2 separate regions of the Mus musculus genome follow, and region 1 is linked to region 2. Evidence: chromatin contacts called from public Hi-C data. All regions are on one chromosome and are shown on one strand. The core of a region is the stretch at or near the end of the contact, and the rest is flanking DNA. Distances in the headings are between cores, read along the strand shown. Region 1 holds the start of F730043M19Rik (RIKEN cDNA F730043M19 gene). Region 2 holds the start of Ifrd1 (interferon-related developmental regulator 1).

Region 1 (4,107 bases), core at 1,096-3,595, 7.1 Mb after region 2:
CCTCAAGAGTTTCCTGGGAAGAGAGGCGACCACTGGGGATCCCTTTCCATTGCCAACACACATGAACATTTAGCACCAATAAGCTGCCACTTGTAAGAAGCCCGCTTGACGCCAGTCCCCCGAGGATCCTAAACACACGCATCAAGATCACGCTAAGATATTTAGAGGCAAACATCTTTAGAATAATGTTTTGTTCCCAAAGTACTTAATTAGCAGAAACACAGTGCCGGAGAACAGCCCTTGAGTTAAGATGTAAATGTTTTAATGTCCACGTTCTTTCCTGAAACACAAGCGATTCGTCTTACTGGACGGTCAGGAAATAGTGTGGCACTGAAAATCGGCAATTCTTGGTGTGAGTCCGCAAGTCCCAACTTTCCAAGCAGGTCTCATCCACCTCTGCGGGCAACACCCCCTTTCACCAGTGGACTAGGCTGCAGACTCGAATGGCTTTTCTCCACTCGCCGCGGATGAGAAAATGCTCCTACTGTCAAGTTACGTCTGAACTTTTTTGACAACCCCCATCAATTCCTCTGGCCCCTCCATGACTCCTTCCCACCACCAATTTCGGCCAGTTCTCCATACAAGACTCCAGATAGTGCATCACAATTCAAACGAACCCATCCTTTCTTTAAGCACAAAGTAGGTCCTCCAGTGTGGCTCCATTTGAAGCCAGAGGCCAGAGTGACCAATGGCAGGCTTGCAAACAAGGATCACTGATTTACAACAACCAAAGGTGTATGGTGTGCCCAGGCCTGACATAATGGCTTCACTCACATGCCAGATCTGGGGTCATTGTCTGTTCAATGTGTCCCCTTTCAGGTATCATATTTTCATGCTGGGAAGCACAGATTTGTGGGGGGAGGGGTCAGAGTGCAGGCCAAAGATCTGCACATATTGATAACCCCTAACCCTGGTCACTGCCTACAGTCTGTGACCGTGACCAGCAACAAGTAACAAAATGCTACTTGCAGCCAAGGCTTGCCATGTGCAACGGTTTTCAGTGAGAGTGGAGAAGCTGCCGGAATGACCGACCATGTGGGGTTCATTAAAACTTGTGAATTTACATACAAGGGAGGCTGGAATGCTTGTGAAGGGAGCCCCATGCCTCCTCACTCAGGGATTTCAAACCCCACCACCACCATTGGCCAATGGTGCTCCAAGGAGAATGGCAGAGACCAATGTGGACTCCAGCGGAGTGCAGTAAACTTCTGCCTTCCACAGCCTCCCCCACACTGAAAGACCCCCCCCCCAAGTTGTATTTATACTTCGAAGAAGGAAGTTAACAGTGAAGCAGTAGTCACCTGGGCGTGCTCAATTTCTGACAAGCCTTAGTCACTCTGTACCCAACAGAACAATTCACATTATATTCCAAAGCCTGTGAAGACTCTGCCACACAAGCTAACACTAACATGCCAAGAGCTCCACTTACCTTCTTTATTAAGCCTCATAACCTCCCTGCTTTTGCCACCCTCTTTTCCAGCCTCTTCTAAATCTACATCTGCAGATGAAAAAGAAAAGGAAAAAAGAAAATGAGGAAAAAAGGGGGGATGCCAAAGTCAAGGGGGGAGGGAGAGTGTTTATTGACAAACAGATCGATCTAAATACTGTATCTGAAAATCTTGCAAAATTTGACAATGCAACATTTTCTCCCGAGTCTGGCTTTCCATCTACCTGGCCCAGATAGGTACCCCCAAAAAAGGAAAGGAAAAAAAAAACTATGCAAGCAGCAACAGAGTCGCCTTTTAAACAGACACCACCGTGGGGCTGCGAAAGCCCACCCCGCAGGCTGCCTGCCCCGGAGAGCCAGGCACAGACAGACAGACAGCTTTGCTGGCAGCCGGGCCTCTCTGTGCTCTGATGGTCTGTGTCTGTGTGTATTTATTTAGAGAGAGAGAGAGAAGCATGGAGGACGCCGGGGGCCACTCTCTCTCACACACACACTTTTTCCCAGTGGCTCTAGGTGAATGGAAAGGTTACAGGATAATAAAAGGAGGTACAGGCGGTGGGGTTCTTACTGTCGGAGCAGTGTAATTTGGCGGCGTCGATCCAGGAGGACCAGGGTTTGCCCAGAAACGCCTCCGGACTGGGCACTTTGCGGTGCAGTGTCGCCATTGCTGTTCCTTCTTGTTGCTTTTTCCCTGTTCCTTCGGCAGCAGCAGCCGAGAGACACGGGATTCGAGAACGCTCCGACGTCATCTTCGGAACGTTCCGACATTGAGTGTTCTGAGAGGGGGAGGAGGGCGGCGGAGGAGGCGGGAGGCGGGGCGCGCTCGGCCCTGCCCGGCCCTGCTGTGCTGCGTGCAGCCGCTGGGGGCGCCAGAGAGGCGCCGTGTGCGCGGGGCTCGGGAGAGCGCGGAGTCCGGCAGGCTGAGAGCAGAGCCTGAGTGCGCCGCCGGTTCAGCCGGGCAGGGTCGCCTCGCGCCAGGATGCTGCGCCCCGCCGCCCTGTCCAGCCAGCAACCCTGGCGCGACCCCGGGAAGAAGCACAGGTTCTTTCGTCCAGTCGCCGCTGGAGGACCGAAAGTTTTGCTCGCTGCAAGTCTCTTCCTCCCAGAGTCCCAGTCACCCACCATGCGACGTCCCAGAAGGATCCCGGAGGCTTAGTGGGAACGAAATCGGCTGTTTTGCACCCCTCCATCCTTATCCCTCAGGGTAGAGCAGGGACTCTAGAGAGTACACCTCCCAGCTACCATCCACTTCACCCTGTCTCCTCTCTCGGTGAGCCTTGGAATCCGGTCTCTTCGCAGATGCCTTCAGGAGTCAGAAGCAAAGGGGAAATGGACATAACTCCGAGAAACCGGTGAGTGGGGGCAAGGGGAGTGATCATCCCATCCTTGGTTTCATAGCAGGCAAAATTCCAAAATCATTTTGTCTCTGGCGTTCCCGGGGATCTGTGCGATGGTTGTGTGTCCCAGCTGGTAGAGCCACTGCGGAGACTTTGCTCCGCGCACACCAGAGACTGAGCGAGCTCAAGGCTCTTGGGTGATGCTAAGCCCCTCCCTCAGACCCAGCACTTGCACAGAGCAAGCAGGTTGGCCAGAGGACTTCGCATCACCGGAGAACCTGACTGCCAGGTGTGTAGACGCGTGGCGCTTTGAGATGTCTCTTCTGACCCTAGGGGCTGGTAAATGAGACCTTAACCTTCTGTTACCTCTTTAGAATTGTTTGCTTACTAGGAATTCCCTAAACTGTAAAGACACCCTTACCCCCGTAATCAATAACTTTTCTATTTGTGAAGCATCCTTCCATTCTTACCACTGCTGTCCCCGGGAGCCCTTCTGCTCCACACTGAAGCGTTGCTTAATTCTGGGCTGTATTCTGGTGGGGCTGGAATGTCCTGGCACTCAGCACCATGAACCTCAAAACCTGCATTAGGATGGGGGCGGGGAAGGAACCTCTGGAGGCTTGTTTTCAGCTGTGATGTGTGTGCGCGAGTGGGCCTGCCTCTATGGGACATGGATAATTCTCAGGTTTGGATGAATTGCTACCTAACTAAGGTGCCAGTGGGTAAGGAATTACCTTACTTTAAATACTTGTGGTTTGGGAAATATTTCTCAGACCTTGACATCTTAGATGAGCCAGGCGCTGTACCTGACATTACTTCACCCATGCATCTTTTTAAATAACATTGTTTCTCATGGACCGGTTGCCCAGGGTCAGAGAGAGAGGGAGATCCATCCTGGTCTTCACAGAGCTGCAGCTGGAGAACGATCATGCTTAGCTCTTCAGGGAAGCTAGGCATGTGTACAGTGACCCCAGACCAGTGTGGCAAGGGTATGGACTTTCACGGCAGGGCCAGTTCCTTGGCGGAAGTTGAAATGAGCTAAGAGTGTTCAGAAAAAATGTGTCACCAAGAAAACGGAATCTGCTCTGCATATTAGAAATTGGGAAGATCTTATAGTAAGCTGAGGTCTGGTCTTGCCTAGAAAAGGGGACCATGCAGAACCTTGGGTGAATGTAAGCATATGTGGGTCGATGGTGTGGCTTAGCTGTGTAACGTCTTGTGTCCTACTAGGACCATCATTGGGAGCTAGCTGGAGGCAGCTAGGAAAAAACCAACATGTTCCATTCAAACATGTCCCCAAAATTGCTTAATAGACTTCGACTT
Region 2 (3,733 bases), core at 269-2,768:
CCAATCGAATCTTTGTGAACAGTCCATCTGTGATCGATCTGTAGGAACAGAGAGTGGCAGCAGAGCGTTACCAAGTCAAAGACTTGTGAGGACGAAGCTTCGTGAAGGTGATAGTGTTTGAGCTGGTCTTGATAGACAGAGATAATTCTTAAGATGAAGATGGGGGGTGGGTTAGGGCATTCATGAACAATGAAGTCAAAGTAACAAAAAGAGCCCTGTACTGGAAACGAAGACCAGTTGAGTTCAGGAGAAGAACAAGATATCTAGAAAGCAGTGAGAGAGGCTAGGTTAGGAGGACTGGCAGTCTGTGAGGTTCTGGAACAACTATAAACATAGGTGGATTAGTCAAACAAGACACTTGAGTAAATAATCAGCCTTCCTGGGCATGAAACATTGAAATGGGTGACCTGGTATGAACTGAAGCTATGTATGGCTAGAGATCAAGATACAGCCCTGAGTTTCATTTTAAAATCAATTGCTGGGGGGGGGGCACTATGAACAAACTGAATAAATTACGGTGAATAAATTACAGAATATGGGGGAAGATAATATATTAACTATTAAGAATATGGCAGTAAAGAAAAGGAGAGAAAAATTTAAGTTGGCTTAAGGTACAAGAGGGACATTAAGACGGAGAAAGACTTACTATCATCACTTGAAATAGAATGAAGCCGAGGTGAGAGGTGGAGTGCAGAGTGAGTCACTTGCACGAGTCAGTGAGTTTGTTCTGTCATATGGACAGTATAGGAACCTACTAGCAGCTCCTGAAAACAGGACTGGGTGTTGCGACACGGAAAACAGATCAACGGGAGCACCTTGAGAAAATAAACCCCTTTGCGACTGTTGATATAACTCATGTATGTTTTGCCAGCTGCGAACTTCTCATAAACTCTTATCCCAAACTGACCTCCAAACTGGCAGGTGGAATCAAGGTCACATCTTTGTAAGAAAATCTGAGACTGAATCATCAGTCTCGTTATTTGAGATATTAGTCTAGAATATGAGGTCCACGAACAATACAAGTTGAAGTAGCTGAAAGCATACTTTTTTTGGAGGGTGGGGAGCCCACGTCCCTAAACCCACAGGAGGGTATGGTTGTGCTTGGACAGGGGCCTCATATTAGCAGGGGAAAGGTTGTTACACGTGATCTTACAAGCTGACGTTCATCAAGCTGCATAACTGCCGCATGGCTCATCGCGGTGACTACCCGGGTGAATTCCAGGGCGGACGCCTCGTTGGGACGAGGTCACGACGCAATCGGACTGGGAGGAGCCCGGAGAAGGCCGCGCCCTCTCGCTAACTACATCTCCCAAAGCTCCACGCGGCCCTAAGGCATAGCAGCCCAGGCACCGAGGGCAGACTGAGGCTCTGGGAATGGGAGTCCGAATGCAGGCACCGCCCCAGTGGACGCCGCGGTGGGGAGATCTGCAGCGATTGGCCAGCGAGCGATGGAGGCCCGCCCACGCATGGTGACGACAAGCCGCCGTCTGGCTACTTAAGGCGTCGTGGTCTGGCCACCCCGCCTTCGCTCCCGCGCTAGAGAGAAACATGTATCGTTTCCGCTCGCAGCTCTTCACGGGGATTTCTGCTGCTGCTGCTGCCGCTTCTCACCCGCGCCGCTCCTCGCCTCTCTTGTTAGCCCGAGACTCGCCTCTCAGCCGCCCGCCGCACAGACGCACGAGTAGACAGTGCAGCTCCATCGGCTGATCCTCGCTGAGCTCCAAGTGTAGGCGGCACCGGGCGGCCCACGATGCCGAAGAACAAGAAGCGGAACGCTCCCCACCGCGGTGGCGGGGGTGGCGGCGGCTCCGGGGCAGCGACGTCGGCGGCCACGGCAGGTGAGGGGTGTCCCCACGCCCGGGAGCCGGCTGGCCGGCCGAACGGGAGACCCCGGCCTGGGGCGCGGTGGGACTTGTAGTTCGGTCTTCGCTTCGGACGCCCAAGTCTGCATAGCGCGTGGTACGGCTGAACTGCAGTTCCCATCATGCCCTGGGACTCGCGCTTCTTGAGCTGGCACGCGGGAGCAGTGCTGGAGCTCCGGCCCTGGGGGCGGGGAGAACTGGGACCTTGGGCCGGAGGGAGAGTCAGAATAAGGGTGACCAGGACTTGGCGTTCTTCCTAGACGTCGCTGCCTGCTGTCCGGTTCTTTATCGAGCTAGAGATGGGGCGGAGCGCCGGTGGCTTGCCGCTGTTGCGCTGCCTGTGGCGCTCCCTCCAACATGGAGTTCTCGGGAGTGTCAAACGTCCAGCGGGCTTGGACCGGCTTTTGCGTCACGAGGCCTGAGCTTTGCGTGATGGGGCCAGGGTGACGCAGAGGCACGAGTGGCTTCCATCCCGCTGTTTTCCTGCGCGTCTCGCAGGTCCTCTAAGGCGGGGTAGAGGCGTCGGAAGCCATGGCCACCGCCCCACCCTTAGCGTGGCTTCCACTCCTAACCCGGTACCTGCAGAAACCGGGAGCCCCCGCAGCCCTTGTGCTGCCAGCCTAGCGACCGCGTTCTCCTTTGTGCTGCATTCTATAGGTTCCATGCAGTGATAAGAGGTGGTGAGAAGCCGAGGTTGCAATTGGCTGGAAAGTTAGGGATAAGTTTTTTTTTTTTTTCCTTCCATGCTAAGACAAAGCTTTTTCTGGATGGTTAATTGCTGAACTGAATGTACGATTCTCTTAACATATGGTTGAGAAGAAAAAAAAATGATTGCAGCCGAAGGTCCCTTCTACAAGACTGCACACAAGACATAAGTCGAGTAGTATTGAAATGGGTAGTCATCTCACTAAGTAATTGTTAAGATTATGGAGTTGAATATTGGAATGCCCCCAGTCGTTCCACACCAAGATAATAGCCATTAGGTATTTGTTGACCTAGCTACTACTCTTTGATCATTCGAATGATATTAGAAAAGTAAATGACCAGTTTTCATGTTAAATATTGGAGACTGGCAATGCAAAAGTTTTCCTCCAGGGTCTGGAGAGCTGAAAGCTCTTGATCATGTGTTAGGTGATAACTGGCTGGGTATGGACTATTACAAATAGAAATGTATCTTTAGATATTTTTTCCCTTTCTCCTGAATGCGTGGTGAAATTCATTGTGAAGTTATGAAATACTGTTCATGTAACCTAGTTGTGGTTGAATCAAGGCTCCTGCTACTTCTGTTTAAGCTTTCCCTCCTGAATAAATACCGGAGTTCTTTCATAAAGTCTTACTAGTCTTATTAAAGTTTTCATTTTAAAAAGATGAAAACAATGGAGAAACACTGACAATTTGGAAACAGATGTTAACAGAGGTCTCCACCTCACAGACACCCTTCCTTTCTGTAGTTTCCTGACAAGTATTGTTCTTTTCTTAGGACAGACACATTTTGCCTCAAGGTGTATTGACCTGCCCTCAGACTGCATCAGTGCTGTCTTTTAAATTCTTTTTCATAGAAAAGATACGAGTTTAAACACTGCATTTTAGCATATGTAATGTAAACACTTGAAGCATCTATAAAAGGAAAGTAATTGATTTGGTTGTTGAAACTGCAAGCTTTGATATTGTTACCATAAAAGCTACCTCTAGCAAGTGGGACTGGATGAGAATGCTTTTCTGTAATTTTCTACTTGAGCCACGTGTGTTTTACTTCCTAAATAGTTGAGTCCGAAAGGAAGTTAGCAAAAATTTTACTTAGAAACCACTTTTTCTATTGAAGTTTGGATGACAGGGAGAATAAATCTGATTTAAGTGAATCTCTAGGGTCT

What was found. Hi-C and Micro-C count contacts between places; a contact is called where the count stands out from the background.
Region 1: a Hi-C map of CD4 T cells shows a contact between it and region 2, with 5 times the contacts expected there. The contact joins the promoter of F730043M19Rik here to the promoter of Ifrd1 in region 2.

What each region holds. Positions count from the first base shown.
Region 1 is chr12:33,145,824-33,149,930 of GRCm38.p6, reverse strand. It overlaps F730043M19Rik (RIKEN cDNA F730043M19 gene), which reads left to right and starts at 2,345. Exons shown (of 6, transcript NR_015602.3): 1 at 2,345-2,799. Atxn7l1 (ataxin 7-like 1) reads right to left here and starts at 2,960. Exons shown (of 11, transcript NM_001374022.1): 1 at 2,016-2,960; 2 at 1,430-1,498. The coding sequence starts at 2,196.
Region 2 is chr12:40,220,974-40,224,706 of GRCm38.p6, reverse strand. It overlaps Ifrd1 (interferon-related developmental regulator 1), which reads left to right and starts at 1,518. Exons shown (of 12, transcript NM_013562.2): 1 at 1,518-1,838. The coding sequence starts at 1,751. Mir1938 (microRNA 1938) reads left to right here and starts at 1,896; the gene lies at 1,896-1,995. Gm7008 (predicted gene 7008) reads right to left here and starts at 1,343. Exons shown (of 3, transcript NR_045157.1): 1 at 1,154-1,343; 2 at 1-38.